Regions from separate parts of the Mus musculus genome. Here all the other regions are linked to region 1. Evidence: chromatin contacts called from public Hi-C, Micro-C and promoter capture Hi-C data. All regions are on one chromosome and are shown on one strand. The core of a region is the stretch at or near the end of the contact, and the rest is flanking DNA. Distances in the headings are between cores, read along the strand shown.

Region 1 (2,929 bases), core at 189-2,688:
TACAAATTAAATAACTCAACATCCTAACAAACAAACCAAGGAAACATTTTATAATAACTACTTACAATTGTTATGTGTATGCATATGTGTCTTATGTGTGGGAGTATGTGCCCATGGGAGCCAACTGTCAGTGGAGAGTAGACAGGGGGTGTGAGATTCCCTGGAACTGGAGTTACAAGCAGTGAACTGCCGAATGTGTGGGTGCTGGTAACTAAACTCCATAATCTAGCAAAAGCAGCAAGCTGAGTCATCTCCCCAGCTCCTATTTATTAAGTTTTACTACACTTAATTTTGCCTTCTGTATAAAGGGGTCAACAGACTCAATTAGGCTCTCCGAGGTCAAATTTCCTTATCCAACTGCAAATAGCAAAATATAAGGGAATAGCTCATTGGACTTACAAACAGTATTGAGTAAAAACTAAGCATAATTCTCGTCATATCATACCAAAGCAGTTTTCAAATGATGAGGCATGTAAACTAGCCAGTACATTGGTTACATATACACAAAGGGATGATTTAGTTAAAAAAGATTGTTCCGAGTTAAACTTAGAAATCATTGGCCAAAGAATAAGATTTGAATCCAAATACCTCACCCAAAGCAATGAAGCTTTTTATTATAAACTGCTCTGCCAATGTTTTGTCTATTAGAGAACGGGGTCATCTGTGCCATCTGGTTTACGAAATCTTGCCACTGTTCTAGAGGATTGTACTGCCTCACGAAAATGCAACATACCCTTCCTATAGCATCAACTTTCAGATTGCACGTTCATGTTTTACGTCAAAAAAAAAAAAAATCAGTACCCACAGACCTGAACACCTTTTCTAGAAACATAAATTTGGAAATATAAGAATCAAAGCAAACAAAACCGAAAAAGGTACGTAGTAAGGGAATTTGACTTCTGTATTAAAAACAAGAACAAAAAAAACCCGGTAAGACTACGTCGACACTTGTCGAGATGTCCCAAATAACGGGCCCGACTCCCTGGCGGCTGCGTGTCAGAACAAAAGAGGCCTCCGGGAATGACAGTGCCGCAGTGCGAGGTCGCCGGAATCGGGGTGACAAGGAGAAACTCAGTGCCCGTGGGAGGAAGGAGCTGGAACGGCGACGGCCGAGGCTCCCACGAGAGAGAAAGCCATTGCTCGGGAGACGCCCCGCTCCGCCCGGCCTCACCCTCACTAGGCTCCAGCCCCGAAGCGGAGCCGCAAAGACCGGAGGAGGGCGGATAAACCCAGCTCGCACGGGCCGCGAGCCCCAGGTCGCCTTACCCAGCTCGCCACGGAGCACAGCCCCAGAACGCTCCCCATCGCCGCCGCGTCACCAGCTCGGCGCGTGCCGACAAGATGGAGACAGCTTCTTTCGTCCTTTTTCTGGGCTTATTTACTGTCTGGCAGGCACTTCCGGCGCAGACGCACAAGCCCCTCAGCTTCGCGTGCGTCACTTCCGCTCAGACCTGGACCCGGTGACTGCTGCCGGGCGTGCGCAATGCGCCGAGAGGAAGGGCGTGGTCTTCAGCGATGCTAGATTTGTGGCTTCATGGAGTGGGCCTACTTTGCCAAGTAAAGAAGACTGTGTTAGGGAAGGCCTCTGTCATTGTCTTGAATTTGGACGTTAGAAGAGCTACTGTTACTGTTTTTTGGTTCCTCTTGGGATTTAGCCATCTCATTTCCACTAAAGTCCCCTTTTTAGTTTTGTTTTCTTTGTTGTTGTTCTACTAACATACATATTTTACTCCTGCAGCCACTATGTGGAACAAGTTTCACTGGTGTGTGTATATATGTGTGTGTGTGTGTGTGTGTGTGTGTGTGTGTGTATGTATGTTATATATCATATATATACATATATGTATGTATATATGTATATAATATATATCTGTGTGTACATATATATGTGTCCGTATATATATATGCGCGCGTGTGTGTGTGTGTGTGTGTATGTGTGTGTGTGTGTGTGTGTGTGTGTGTGTGTGTGTATTTCCCCCGCAAGTTTGGGCCTTTCCGTTCTTTTGTTTACTATTGAGACACATTTTAACATGTACTTGAAAAAGGGTTCACTTAGTTAAGACATTTATTATAGTATAGGGGTTTATTAACAGCTATCCGGACATACAATTGACATCCTTGTTTTGATGTGTATGTTTGGGCTGTGTTCATAGAAAAGTGTCGATTCTTATTTTTCTGTAATTTGCCCTTGAAAACATTCCATGAGAAGAGTTTGGTACACAGACATCACTTTGAAATACCCATTACTATAAATATTTTAAAATAAAGATGTCTCATAAAATTGACAAAAAACGCATATAGAGGGGTGGAGTAACCCTTATCAATCTGGCAGAACTACAACTGTTAACTAACACAGACCAAAGAGTGGGGATAAAATTGAAAACAGAAGATAATCAGCCTGTGTGTTTTGAGCATGCAAATCTGTAAAGTCTCTGGTATCCGTTCCCTAGTATTTGGAAGTTCAAGATTCAAAAAACAAAAAACAAAAAACAAAAAGAAAAAAACAGAACACACAGAGCTACAAAATGTTCAGTGAGTCCATTTGTAGTTGGAGATAGATATGGAAGACTGGGAACCATTGTAGTTACAAGAGTCCTGAAAGTAGAGCCCAACATTTCAAGACATAAACTATCACGTAGAGGCTATTTGTACCTCCTCTGATTGATAATGTGACCTCTATACTCTTTCGCCCAAGTGTAAAACTCTGTTTTCAGTATAAGTTGTGAAGACACTAGCTGTTACAGTTAGTATTGTCAACTTGACAGAATCTAGGTTCATCTCTGGCCATGCCTATGCAGGATCATCCTGGTTACTCTAATTGATATGGGCCTTAATTGTGAACAGAGCTGTGATGGGCTATAACCTTGACTTACGAGCTAAAATAAGCCCTCACTCTCTAAGCTTCTTTGATGAGAGTATTTTATCACTG
Region 2 (2,878 bases), core at 77-2,576, 1.4 Mb before region 1:
AGCAATTACTAGCTAGCTCTCCAATATTCCTTCTTATCTCCCTCTCTTCTCTATCAACCCTTCTGTATCCCTACCAGTTCCTTTCTGGATTCATGACGGTTTTTGTTCTGTTCTGTGACCCATTTCATTTAATCAGATCCCCCTGTGTGCTCATTGATTATACACTGATTCCTAGTAGAGTGAGAAGTGCTCTGTTCAACCATCTTCTAAAATAAATCTCCTGATGATTGTTTCCTGAGCCCCTGGCCGTTATTTCTACTCATCAGTCAAGGCCCATAAAGCTATAAAAATCAATACCTAAATGCTTATCTTTCCAGACAAAGCAAATAAGTAGACAGTGTACTTTAAAATCCCCTCTTTTAGATATCCATGGTCAAAAGATCAGTAACTGCAGGTGTAGCACATAATACCATCTATAAGCCAGACTTAGTCATTTTTTTCTTCTGTAGCTAGAGAAAATTTCACATAAACTAGAGATTACGCTGCACATATAATTCATATGTTCATAAAATTTACTGTGTTCTTTGGGTCAGTTTAACCTTATTTTACAAAAGTGCCACTTTCTTTGATAGCTGAGTGTAACGTGCCCGAATAATTGAAGATTCACTTCTATTTCTGACAGGTTCTCTCTTGCCCCCGCTGTCTTCAAGAAGCGAGGGAGCAGACAGCAGAGAGGATACATATGAAGTACTCTGTAAACTCGGTATTACCAGCCTTTAAACGGGATGAAGCAACGTAAAAATAGATCACCACGAAGGATTTAAATGAAACAGGTTTGCACTCAGTAGATGCAGGATACTCGTGTTATAGTTCTGGGAAGTGTTTATAGCTCAAATACGTCTTGGGATGTAGACGCATCATCTGAGAGAGCATCGCAGTAAGTCTGCCTGTCAGGAACTGCAGATCGCCTAGAAGCCTGGAGCTGTGGGAAAAAGTGTGTGGGTGGGTGGGTGGGGGTGGGGGGGCTCGGGTCTTAAAGGCTGGAAGCAGGGCCTACGAAGACCACTGTCCTTCCTGCTGCTGTGTTGGCTAGCGTCAACTCAGTATCAACTATAGCCATTTTGGAGGAGGAAACCCCTAATTGTGAAAATGTCTTCAGCGGATTAGCCAAAGGACAAGCCTGTCAAGCATTCTCTTGATTGATGTTTGATGTGGGAGGGCCCTAGTCTCTGGAGGCAGTGCCACCCGTTGGGCTGTAGCCATTTCCTCCAAGTTGAAACATCTTCTCCTGGAGGGAGGGGGCGCTAGAGAGTCGGGAAGTAAACCAGACAAATCCGGTGAAAACTGAAACTAGCAAGATTCTCAAGGTCCCCACCCCCTCTCCTCCTGGGCTTCAAAAGCAGTCGAAAACTGCGGGGTGAGAAAGGATTGCACGGTTGGCTAGGATTCCCACAGCGAGCAGTTCGGTTGCAGTTTTCCTGAATCCCCACCTTGATGAGGTAAGCTTTTCAGAGATGCAGCTGCTTTTGAGCTTCCCTGACCCCACTGACCAGCACTGGATTCTGGATTTCCATCCCATAATTAGTTGTCAATGCCCTCTCTGGGCTAAGCAGACATAGACTGTGGTTCTCTAAATACGTCTCATGGGACAAAGTGTCTGGAGAGGTATTCTAGAGGCATATGTTAGAGGTATTTTGCCACATTTCCACATCTCATAGCACTGAACAATAAGGGAATTGTTGGCTATAGGGAACTATGCCACCAAGAGTAAGCTAGGGTCTAGAGAACCCCCTTAGCAAGTCCTGAGAACACCCATCTAGCACCCAAAACCAACACAAGATTAATGCAGCATAGTGGGGGGCTCAAACCCCACAAAATACAGCCTTAGACACAGAAGCCTATAAGCAGCTGAGACTGAATAGGAAACAAAAGTAGATATAATGTAGGGAAGTTAAAGATACCAGTTCAAACTTCACAGTAGACGGGAGAATTTTCCAGCTGGGCTGGAGAGATGGCTCAGTGGTTAAGAGCACTGGCTGCTCTTCCAGAGGTCCGGAGTTCAGTTCCCAGCAACCACATGGTGGCTCACAACCATCTGTAATATAATTTGATTCTCTCTTCTGGTGTGAATGAAATAAATAAACAAACAAATCTTAACCAATAATAGTAGTAGTAGTAATAATAATGATAGATAATTGTACCAGGCATGCTTGTCTCTGTAAAGTATAAACTCTATAATAATCATTAGATTTTTTTGCCATCTGTACTTCCTTTCTCATCTAAGGTACTTACTGATTTTGTGATTTAGACTACATGTTTACATATAGGAAGAGATTACAAGTGAACTTGGGAAAAACTGGAATTCACCAGCTATGGGACAACAGTTAAAGACTTTTTGATAAACTACTTACTTAAACTGTAGGTGAGACAGTGTTTCATTGGAGGATTTTAGTTCTCTCAGGCTTACAAGACTAAAGCTAAAGTACTTGGTGATGCCTGACAAGAATTACTGTAAATATTAGACATTACTATTAAAGATACTATATCTTTGTGACAATACTCTTGATACAAATTATTTCCAGACCCCATTTGAAAAAACTAAGCAAAGAAGTGATTTTAGGAATTCTAGAAAAAATAAATATGGGAGGGAAAAGAAATCACTCTATAGTTTTGAGAATCCTTACCTCAGTATTTCTCAAAAGTGAGCTTGCCAAACTGTGGAAGTCCACAGCTGCCAGGCTGAGGTAGAGGCTTCAGGGACTCTGAAGACAAACTAACAAGGATTGAACTGATTTCAATGCAGCTTCTTGTTGAGAGGTCTCTAATCTTTAGTATTCCTATACTCTTGTAAATCCAAAAAGTTATGTATGAGTGCTCCCCTACCACCCCACTAAAGTGCTAATGCATTTATCTTTAGGGCCTTTCTTATCTAGAAAAT
Region 3 (2,789 bases), core at 179-2,678, 1.2 Mb before region 1:
AAGAGTTACAGTGTATTTATATACATAAAATAAATAAATCTTTTTTTAAAAAAATCTAATGTCACATTATCACATTCATTGCTGGACATAAAGCCTTGAAAGTCCGATTATAGTTTCTGCATCTGTAACATTACTTCCCTTCTTTAAGTTAAAGACAAAGGAACCTCAAAAGTAAGAGAACATGCTGGGGTCTTAAACTGTGAGGTTTTAAATGGCACTCCCTTAGTCATCCTAGTGAGAGGGTGCTTCGGCAGGAAAATGTTTCCCAGGAAGTCTTCGCCATCCTTTGTTCTGCTATTTACATTAGTGTGAGACGTTCAGCTCCATCAGGTGATGCCTATACAAAGGCCTAACTCCAGGAGCGCCGCTGAAGCCTGTTTATCGCCCTATCACAAGCCCTCGTGGGGGGCATCTGGGAACCCTCAAAGGAGCTGCCCACCCTAGGAATGAGGTCATATGACTCAGGCTTTCATAAACCCCATCAGGTATGATGAGAGAGGCATGAAGCTGTGGGCAGGCAGTCACCAGGCCCACATCTCTTCCCTGAAAGTGCTTCCGAGGGACAGGATTGGAAGAGAGAAAGAAGTTTTGAGACAGGCTGTGTCTGGCAACTCTGGTCTGCAGCGGTTAGAAGGAAGAGGAGGAGGGGGACAATTCTGGCATCTCCCTGCCGATTTAAATGTTAAATTGTAGGCATAAAAAAGACTAAGATATGGATCTTCACTTCCTTGGAGATTGGGTTGAGGTCCTATCAACGTTTCAGACAAGAGTTACATACATGATATATTATTTTTATTCATAGTATAGAACATGTATCTTCTTGTTGTTAATTAAAAGAATAAGGAAAACTACCTAAAGCAGCAGAGAAACTGAAGAGTAGACATCCCACTCCACGGGTCTGGTTGTGAAATGCCTTTCCCATGCCCACCGCCTCTTTCCTTTGTTAATTGTCCGGGTTTAAGAGGAAGAGAATTAGGTCATAAGAAAGATCACTCACACCCACCTCAAGCTTCACACACCTTGGGCAACCCAGAACAAGTCTGCACGAGTTCACCTTGTCTCCCCCCCCATTTTTATTTATTGTAATATTATTATTATTATCATTATTATTTAGGAAATGTGACCTAAAAGGGACATCTTCTCACTGCCCGTGGTCATCTCCTGAAGGAATGACCCATCCAACAGTTTTTTTTTTTAATCTGTGAGGAGTCACAGCCCCGCAGTAGCTGACGTACATCTAGAGCTATTTCTTACTTTTTTTCCCCTTCTCGTCAGCACATTGAAACTACAACTTTATCTTGACCAGGTTGCTTCTTCTGCCTGCTCAGCTCCACGCTCGCCAGCCTCCACTCCACCTCCTCCCCGCCTTTTCTTCCTCCCTCCCCTTTCTCCTAGCCCCTCCTTCCAGTTGAGTCAGTGGCTTGAAACTTTTAAAAGCTCTGTGCTCCAAGTTAAAAAACGCTTTTACGAGGTATCAGCACTTTTCTTTCATTGGGGGAAAGGCGTGAGGGAAGTACCCAACAGCAGCAGACTTTGAAACTTTAAACAGACAGGTCTGAGAGCCCGAACTCTCCTTTTCCTTTGACTTCAGCCTCCAAGGAGTTCCACCACTTTGGCGTGCCGGCTTCACTTTCATTAAGTGAAAGAGTAAGTTTTGAAAAAAAGAAAAACCCACTTTACCTAGTAGCGTCTCTTTCTGTAAGGGAAACTCTTCTATGCTTTGTAAATGCGTTGCGTCTTTGACTTAGGATACTGTAAGTAGAACGACGATCTTCAAAGTGCCTTTGTCATTTCCACGTGCTGAGTTTGATTTGGGTTTGTTTAAAAAGTTCCGCTGAGAGTGCAACAGGTAAAAGGCTCAAACTTTTTCCAACTAGAGTGAAGGAAGGACCAAGTTACTAAACTTAGTTCTTTGTTATGGAGCCTAACTTCACTTTTCTGTAGTCGCCAATGGAGAAGGTGTTGCGGGGGTGGGGGTGATGGGGGGGCACCTCAGTCAACTTTGCTTAGCCTGCTTCCTATAGTGCTGGACACTACACGCTTCTTTTTTTTCTTATGAAAATCCGGTCGCCTGTTCTACTGCCTTGAAACTGCAGACTCCTTTTGTAACAGAGTGCTTTGTTGAGACGCTGCGGCAGCAGTTGACTTCCACGTGGTTCTCTCTTAGACTTTTCAGGACTAAGCCACTAAATACGTAGACCAGGGTGCTGCGGTTAGAGTTTTTAGACCAACAGTGGGTACTTTGTGCAAGCCTGTGCGATGCTACGGGATGAACCTCTTAGCCTGCACAGCCAGCATTTTTTTTTAATACTCCACGCTGGCAACTCCGGGCGCGAGAAATCTTGAATGGGTGGTGGTGACTTACGGAGAGTTAGAGGAAGAACGGGCGTTTAGAAACAGTGTGTGCCAGGTTGCTTTTCCAAAATCAACTGCTAGAACGCGAGCTCCTAGAAGGAATGGGGAAAAGGGATTTTTAGAGCTGCGCTTTTAGAAAGAGCTGCCCCCTCTCCACCCCCAACTCCTCCTGCGTGCCCGGACTTGTAGTGACTTCAGAGCTGTTAGGACAGTTTTGAATTGGAGCCATCAGAGGGTGCAAAGCACTAAGCAAAAATGATGCTAACGTGCAGCTTGAAGGGGGTCCGTCTTAAAGCTTTTATTTTTAATTGGTAACACATTCTGTAAAGCACTTTGACCGGCCTAAATCCACACCGAAGTATCAGGGTGGGTCTGTATTGAAGGGCTTTTTTTTCTGTACCAGACCAGGCCGAGTCGTTGTGAAGTGAAAGCTT
Region 4 (2,700 bases), core at 57-2,556, 1.3 Mb before region 1:
CCACTTGGGATACTTAAGTTCAATAGTCATTTCCAGGTTATCCTGGGCTTGCCGGGCAACATAGCATGCAGGTCTCAAAAATCCTGACTTATTAAATTAGAAACCCTACAGTGACTCTTTGCACATCTTTTTAAATTCCCTTGAGAATCTGAGCAAATTATAAAGAACACCACCATAAAACGGCAAGTAAAACATAACCTTTTACAGAGAACATTAAAGGACTGAAGGGTCCCTTAATGCCCATTTCTAGAAACTGAACTTCGAGATATCCAAAAGTCAATAAAAAGCAACAGAAACTGCCTCCTATCAGGCATGAGGCTTGGGTTCCATTCCCAGCACCTGAATGACCAAGTCAAAAGCAACATCACAGGAAAAGTATCTGTGAGAGACAAACACTGGATTGTAAAAGGCTACAACTAATCGTGCGTGCGCCTGGAGGAAGACCTTGAAGCTGAGAGGCCTAATTCACTACATGAACAAACTCCAAAGAAACGCGTTGAGCCCTAAGGATCTTTAAGTTTAAGGAGCAGTTTGATTATAAAAAGGTCCTTCAGTTTGCACCGAACACTTCCTCTCTCCATGCTCCTCAAAGCTGGACAACCTGCTCCCTTTCAGTAGGTCTAGGACATTTGTATAGGCGCCCTACCCCTACACAGGCACCCAGACCTGCCTCAGTGTGGGAGGCCCTTCCAGTGTTGAGTGGCTTCTTACAACAGGCAGTGAAAGTAACAGACCAACAAAACCACAAATAAGGACCTGGGGGCGGGGAGGGGTAGGAGGTGGGGGTCACTACTTTTAGATAATGTGAAAGGAATTCCCTTAAATGTTAAGATTGTTCTTTAAAGAACAGAATAATTTACAATTGATGTTCTTAAGCTGCTGTGACAGAAGAGAACACAGAGGCAGATGAGGCTCTACAAAAATCACTTTGGAAAAAGAGGATAAATTCAGCACAGGGACAATTGAGAGAAAAAAAACTGAAGCAACAATCAGCTATTTTAGCAAAAAAATACCAAATAAATCTCTATCCAAATCATTTTCAGCTTTCCTGGACCAATGGTTTGTTTGCTTAAAAACTTATAAACTCGATTTTACTTGTGAAAATTTTCGTCAGTCTCCTCCAGCCGCAAGAGGATCTCCTCTGCGCACTCCAAGGAGGGAGCTCCGGTGATTTTCTCCTTCACGCTCTGGAACAGCTGCCGGAGCATCGCCTGCAGCATCACCTCATCCTCGCTGGAGAAATGGGCCATGCCTTGCAGCAGTCAAATCTCCGCAACCACCGCGGGGTCGCCACCAACAAAGCGCACTGCGCACGCGCGACCCAGCCCAATCGCCGCCGACGCTCAGCGTCGTTCCCTAGGAAACCACAGCGCGAGTCCAAGGGCGGGGCCGCGGTTGAGTGGCGATGTGCTGGAAGACTGGGCTGTAGGTTTAGAGACCACCGAGAACTTGCTGAGGCTAACGTTGGATGATTGACGTTCCTTGGTACCGGCAGAGCTCAAGCCTCCCCCGACCGGAACAACAAACACCTCAGGATCTGCTGGGAGGGCCTAACGGGAAACGCCTCGGCTGCGCCTGACGTCAGCTCGCTGACGCGCCCAGGGGAGGGGTTAATCCCGGAGGAGAGTGGAACTGATCCTGACCTTGATCTGCAGGAAGTAGGAAGGGGACGAAAGAGAAGAGGCCTTTAGTAAAAGCAGGGCAAAGGAAGCCAAACTGAAATATCAACTGGGGATTGGGTGGTATTGAAATGTGGAAAAACCAGGTTCATACAGCAACCGTAACAACTGTTGCCTGCCAATGAGGATAGCACGCTGTAACAGAAAAGAAACTTAACAATTCATTACAGGGTAGTTATGTATTTTACTAAGGAAATGCCACATGACAGACTGGAAGTAGCCCTTGAACACTCATCCCTAGCAAAAAGAGCTATGGATAACTGCCTTCTGGGATCTAAAGAGTCATTGGTCTCTAAGGATGTGGCCATGCTCCAGAGGATGGCCCAACATCCAAAAGGATATAGGCAGCAAAAGTCAGTTCTGTGTTTTGTTTAGGGAGTTTGGATTGGTAGTTAAGAGCACTGGCTGCTTTTTCTGAGGACCCAGGTTCAATTTCCAGCACCAACATGGTGACTCACAACCTTCTGTAAGTCCAGTTCCATGAGATCTGATGCCCTCTTCTGACCTCTGTGGCACTACTCATCTGTGGTTCACAGACATACGGGCATGCAAACACTATACACATAAAATAATTTTTAAGATCAACGTTTTAAAAAGAAGGGAGTGTGGAAGTGGAAGAGTACATGTGAGTATGATCTAATACATTGTACAAATATGAAATTCAAAAACAAATCCAAAAATGCATTTCTTTAAAAGAAAAAAAAGGTGGTGTTACTTGTGGAAACATAAGATTTTTTTTTATAAATCAGTAAGAAGTTTAAAAAGAAACAACATATATAGTATGGGAGCTTACAAATGCACAATATTCAGATGCCAATAGTTACTGATGCCAAACAACTGATGAATGGTTTGACGTCAATAAACTTCCCAAATCCAGCTGTATATTCTATCCTCATCAGATATACTTCTCAGTTTAGCCAGATTCAGTAATTTTCTAGGAAAACAAATATTTCTCTCCAGAAATTGCACCATATATTTATTCAGAATATAAGGTCATTGTTTGCTTTTCAGTATAAAATTA
Region 5 (2,740 bases), core at 207-2,706, 1.8 Mb after region 1:
TAAATTCTCTTACTAGTGGCCTGGTTGGGATATGCCTCACACTTAAACCATGACAAAGGAGCAGAAGTCTCTGGAAAATCCAACTGTGTTGTCATTATAGCAAAAGAATCGAAATCGTCCTACAAAAACATTTTTGGCTCTACTGCTCCTGACTAGACCCACAGAGCCACACTTTTAGAAACCATTGCTTTCAGACGCCTGAAGCTCTTTGTCTCTCTGTCCCAGATAAGTGCCAATCAGTTCCATACTTTAGCAAGCAAGGAAAACTTTACAGTTTTAAACGAGTAACAAATGTTAGAAAAGTCTTTCTTTCCCTGACAGGAAGTAAATTATCTCTGGCATTGTCCTTATTGCCAGTAACTAAGGTTCTCTTCTTTTAGATCAAGACTAAACTCAAACACAGTTCGTGCCTTATATAGTGTGCTCAGTAGTATTTTTTTAAAGATTTAATTTTATTCATTTTAACTATACGTATGTGTCTTGTGTGGTTAAATACCGGTGTTCTTGGAAGCCCAGAGTTGTTGATCTGCCCGACCTGGGGTTTCAGGATGTTGTGAGCCACCACCCAGCACGGTGCTGGGAACTGAAATCTTAGCTGTGTGTGCCACATCTCCAGACTTACTGTTGTTGATGCTTGTTTCTGTGCTGGTTTGTTTGAGGCTAGGTAATAAAGTCTAAGGCCTTTTTTTTCCATGTTAGGTAAATGCTCAAAACCCAACATCCTGGTACACCCCCTCCCCAGCCCCATTATATGTTTCCATGCTCTTCCTGAATCCTAGGCATGTGCTAAGTAAGTGCTTTTTCATTCATTGTCTCATTGTTTCTCACAGCAAGCCTAGGGCCTAGGGAACAGATAATATTGTATTCCTTCTTTGCAGATGTAGCACCCAAGATACAGGGAAGTTAAAATCTAACTTTATACAGAGTGGGTTAGGATTTAACCTCAGATGACACTCAATTGTCATCTATTATTCACCCATAAAGTATGCGGGTGGGAGATTAAGCGAAATCCTCGTGTTCAAAAGTGTAAAAAAGACGCTTATTAAAGCAAAAACCCCTGTGGGCCAAGCCAGCCCCGACAGTCACCCCGGATACACCGTCTTGTTTCCCACTCCACACCTCCACTTTATTTCCTAAATTCTTATAAACTTCTCCTAATTTTGCACAACTGTCCTTCCTGATGGCTTCGATGGCTCTGAGACCCGCCGCTGACCCTGAAATGAAGGCGCTAAATCCTACAGGAACCCGGGCGGGGGTGGTGGTGGAAGCCCCATGGTAACCACGGGAACGGTGGCGTGGCAGGAGCTCTGCGCAGGCGCACTGCGTCCTCGCGTGGGCCAGCCTAGGCTTGGAACACCCCGGGCCTGGGCGACTCCCGGGTGGGTGGGAGGCTCGCCGCAAGCGCCTGCGCAGTGGCGCGGGAGCTGGTGTGACAGAGCGCACGTAGCGAGGGCTGCGGCCGCCCCCTCTCCGGCGCGCCGGCGCGGCAGGGGAATATAAAAGGGACGCCTGGCTCCCTCTACTGCCCAGTCGCACTGCCAGCAGGCTGAGGGCGGCAGGGAGCTAGCTAGCGGGGACTGCAGGCGACAGGACTGACCCGAGCCGAGCTGTCGCCTTCCTCCCGGCCCGCTATCCAGGTGAGGCGCTCCTCCGATCTTGGAGACGGATGCGGGGTCCCCGCGGGCAGCCGGGGTCCCTTCGCTCTGGAGTGGGGCTCAGCCCTTCTCACAGCCGCCCCCGGGTCTCCCCGAGAGGACCCGGCCCCGCACCCCCGAAGTCAGGCCGCCCCGGCGCTCTCCCAGCTTCCCTCGCCGTCCCCCCACCCCCGTCCTGCCTCTGGCCGGAGCGGCAGCAGCGGCTTGCGCCCCGCCCCAGCACTAGGACCTTCTTGAATGTTCCATCCCGGGCAGCCAGCCTCCCTGATGACTTGTGCAGCGGTACCTCGTCCGCCCCACTAAGCCGGGGGAAGGCGAGGGCGGACGGGCGGGGGTCTGGGCCGCCCGAGCCGCAGATGGTTAGCATGTGGCAGTGGAGAAAGCAGGCAGCGCTTGCAGCCGGGGGCTGAGTCTCTCCGTTTCGATCGCTCTTCTTCTCTTTTTCCTTTTCACTTTTGGAAAGTAAAGCTGGGAAGTGGGACCTACTCAGAAGTTAGGACTGAACTTGTCTGTTGCGCTTCTCGGCGTTGTCTCAGCAAGTAGACATAGCCCGGGGCGCCGAGTTTAGCTGAGAAGTTGCTGTCATTCACAGTTGGGGAAGCTGGCTTCTTCCTTCCTCTTCATCCCAGTGAATCACTTAAGGACACACGCGTCTGTCTCTGTATTTCTCTCTCCCTCTGCTCCTTCTTTCCTCCTGGTTTCCAATCTTGCCCACCTCCTCTGGTTCAGCTCACCCTGATGATCCCCTTTCCCTTTTCGTCTTTCACGCTCCCCTCCTCTTGCAGGGTCAACAAGTCAGTCCATTTTGGCCAAACCTTCTATGGTTGTGTGAGACTTTTAAACTGAATTTTGTGATTGACCCCAGATGGATGTTCAGTGTGGGGAAGGATGGTACGGTTAAATACGAGGTTGTTTCTCCTAGAGAGTGGGAATTTGGTACAAAGGCAGGCTTTCGGACTTAACATCTTCAGCTGACCATCCAAAATGAGGACTCTTGGGGTATTGCACCGTGGTTTATAGGGAAGAGCCTCCACAGAAAGGGATAGACAAGCTCCTGGGTTCTCTTTTAGGAAATGATTTTTTTT

What was found. Promoter capture Hi-C pulls out the DNA fragments that hold promoters and counts their contacts. A called contact is a pair of places that touch in the nucleus more often than the background predicts. Capture Hi-C pulls out chosen DNA fragments and counts their contacts.
Region 2: a contact with region 1 is called in a Hi-C map of adipose-derived mesenchymal stem cells, with 3 times the contacts expected there. The contact joins the promoter of Msl3l2 here to the promoter of Serinc1 in region 1. A contact is called at or near these places in 9 of 39 promoter capture datasets (the 3T3-L1 cell line, the C10 cell line, cranial neural crest and 5 more), 1 of 484 Hi-C or Micro-C datasets (adipose-derived mesenchymal stem cells) and 2 of 115 datasets of contacts at active chromatin or transcription factors (astrocytes and cardiomyocytes).
Region 3: a Micro-C map of granulosa cells shows a contact between it and region 1, with 3 times the contacts expected there. The contact joins the promoter of Gja1 here to the promoter of Serinc1 in region 1. A contact is called at or near these places in 14 of 39 promoter capture datasets (the 3T3-L1 cell line, cranial neural crest, embryonic stem cells and 7 more), 2 of 484 Hi-C or Micro-C datasets (embryonic fibroblasts and granulosa cells), 4 of 115 datasets of contacts at active chromatin or transcription factors (astrocytes, embryonic stem cells, epiblast stem cells and 1 more) and 2 of 9 other capture datasets (adipose tissue and liver).
Region 4: a contact with region 1 is called in a promoter capture Hi-C map of liver, with 5 times the contacts expected there. The contact joins the promoter of Tbc1d32 here to the promoter of Serinc1 in region 1. A contact is called at or near these places in 8 of 39 promoter capture datasets (the 3T3-L1 cell line, 3T3-L1-derived adipocytes, cranial neural crest and 3 more), 1 of 484 Hi-C or Micro-C datasets (uterus), 2 of 115 datasets of contacts at active chromatin or transcription factors (the NIH/3T3 cell line and extraembryonic endoderm stem cells) and 2 of 9 other capture datasets (adipose tissue and liver).
Region 5: a promoter capture Hi-C map of pre-B cells shows a contact between it and region 1, with 5 times the contacts expected there. The contact joins the promoter of P4ha1 here to the promoter of Serinc1 in region 1. A contact is called at or near these places in 5 of 39 promoter capture datasets (the C10 cell line, hippocampal neurons, liver and 1 more).

Annotation. Positions count from the first base shown.
Region 1 is chr10:57,531,091-57,534,019 of GRCm38.p6, forward strand. It overlaps Serinc1 (serine incorporator 1), which reads right to left and starts at 1,439. Exons shown (of 9, transcript NM_019760.3): 1 at 1,267-1,439. The coding sequence starts at 1,305.
Region 2 is chr10:56,105,591-56,108,468 of GRCm38.p6, forward strand. Msl3l2 (MSL3 like 2) reads left to right here and starts at 1,327. Exons shown (of 2, transcript NM_001163833.1): 1 at 1,327-1,439. The region is part of intron 22 of Tbc1d32 (TBC1 domain family, member 32); the gene reads right to left.
Region 3 is chr10:56,375,872-56,378,660 of GRCm38.p6, forward strand. It overlaps Gja1 (gap junction protein, alpha 1), which reads left to right and starts at 1,429. Exons shown (of 2, transcript NM_010288.3): 1 at 1,429-1,647.
Region 4 is chr10:56,227,383-56,230,082 of GRCm38.p6, forward strand. It overlaps Tbc1d32 (TBC1 domain family, member 32), which reads right to left and starts at 1,307. Exons shown (of 33, transcript NM_001033385.3): 1 at 1,096-1,307. The coding sequence starts at 1,250.
Region 5 is chr10:59,321,840-59,324,579 of GRCm38.p6, forward strand. P4ha1 (procollagen-proline, 2-oxoglutarate 4-dioxygenase (proline 4-hydroxylase), alpha 1 polypeptide) reads left to right here and starts at 1,457. Exons shown (of 15, transcript NM_001316371.1): 1 at 1,457-1,637.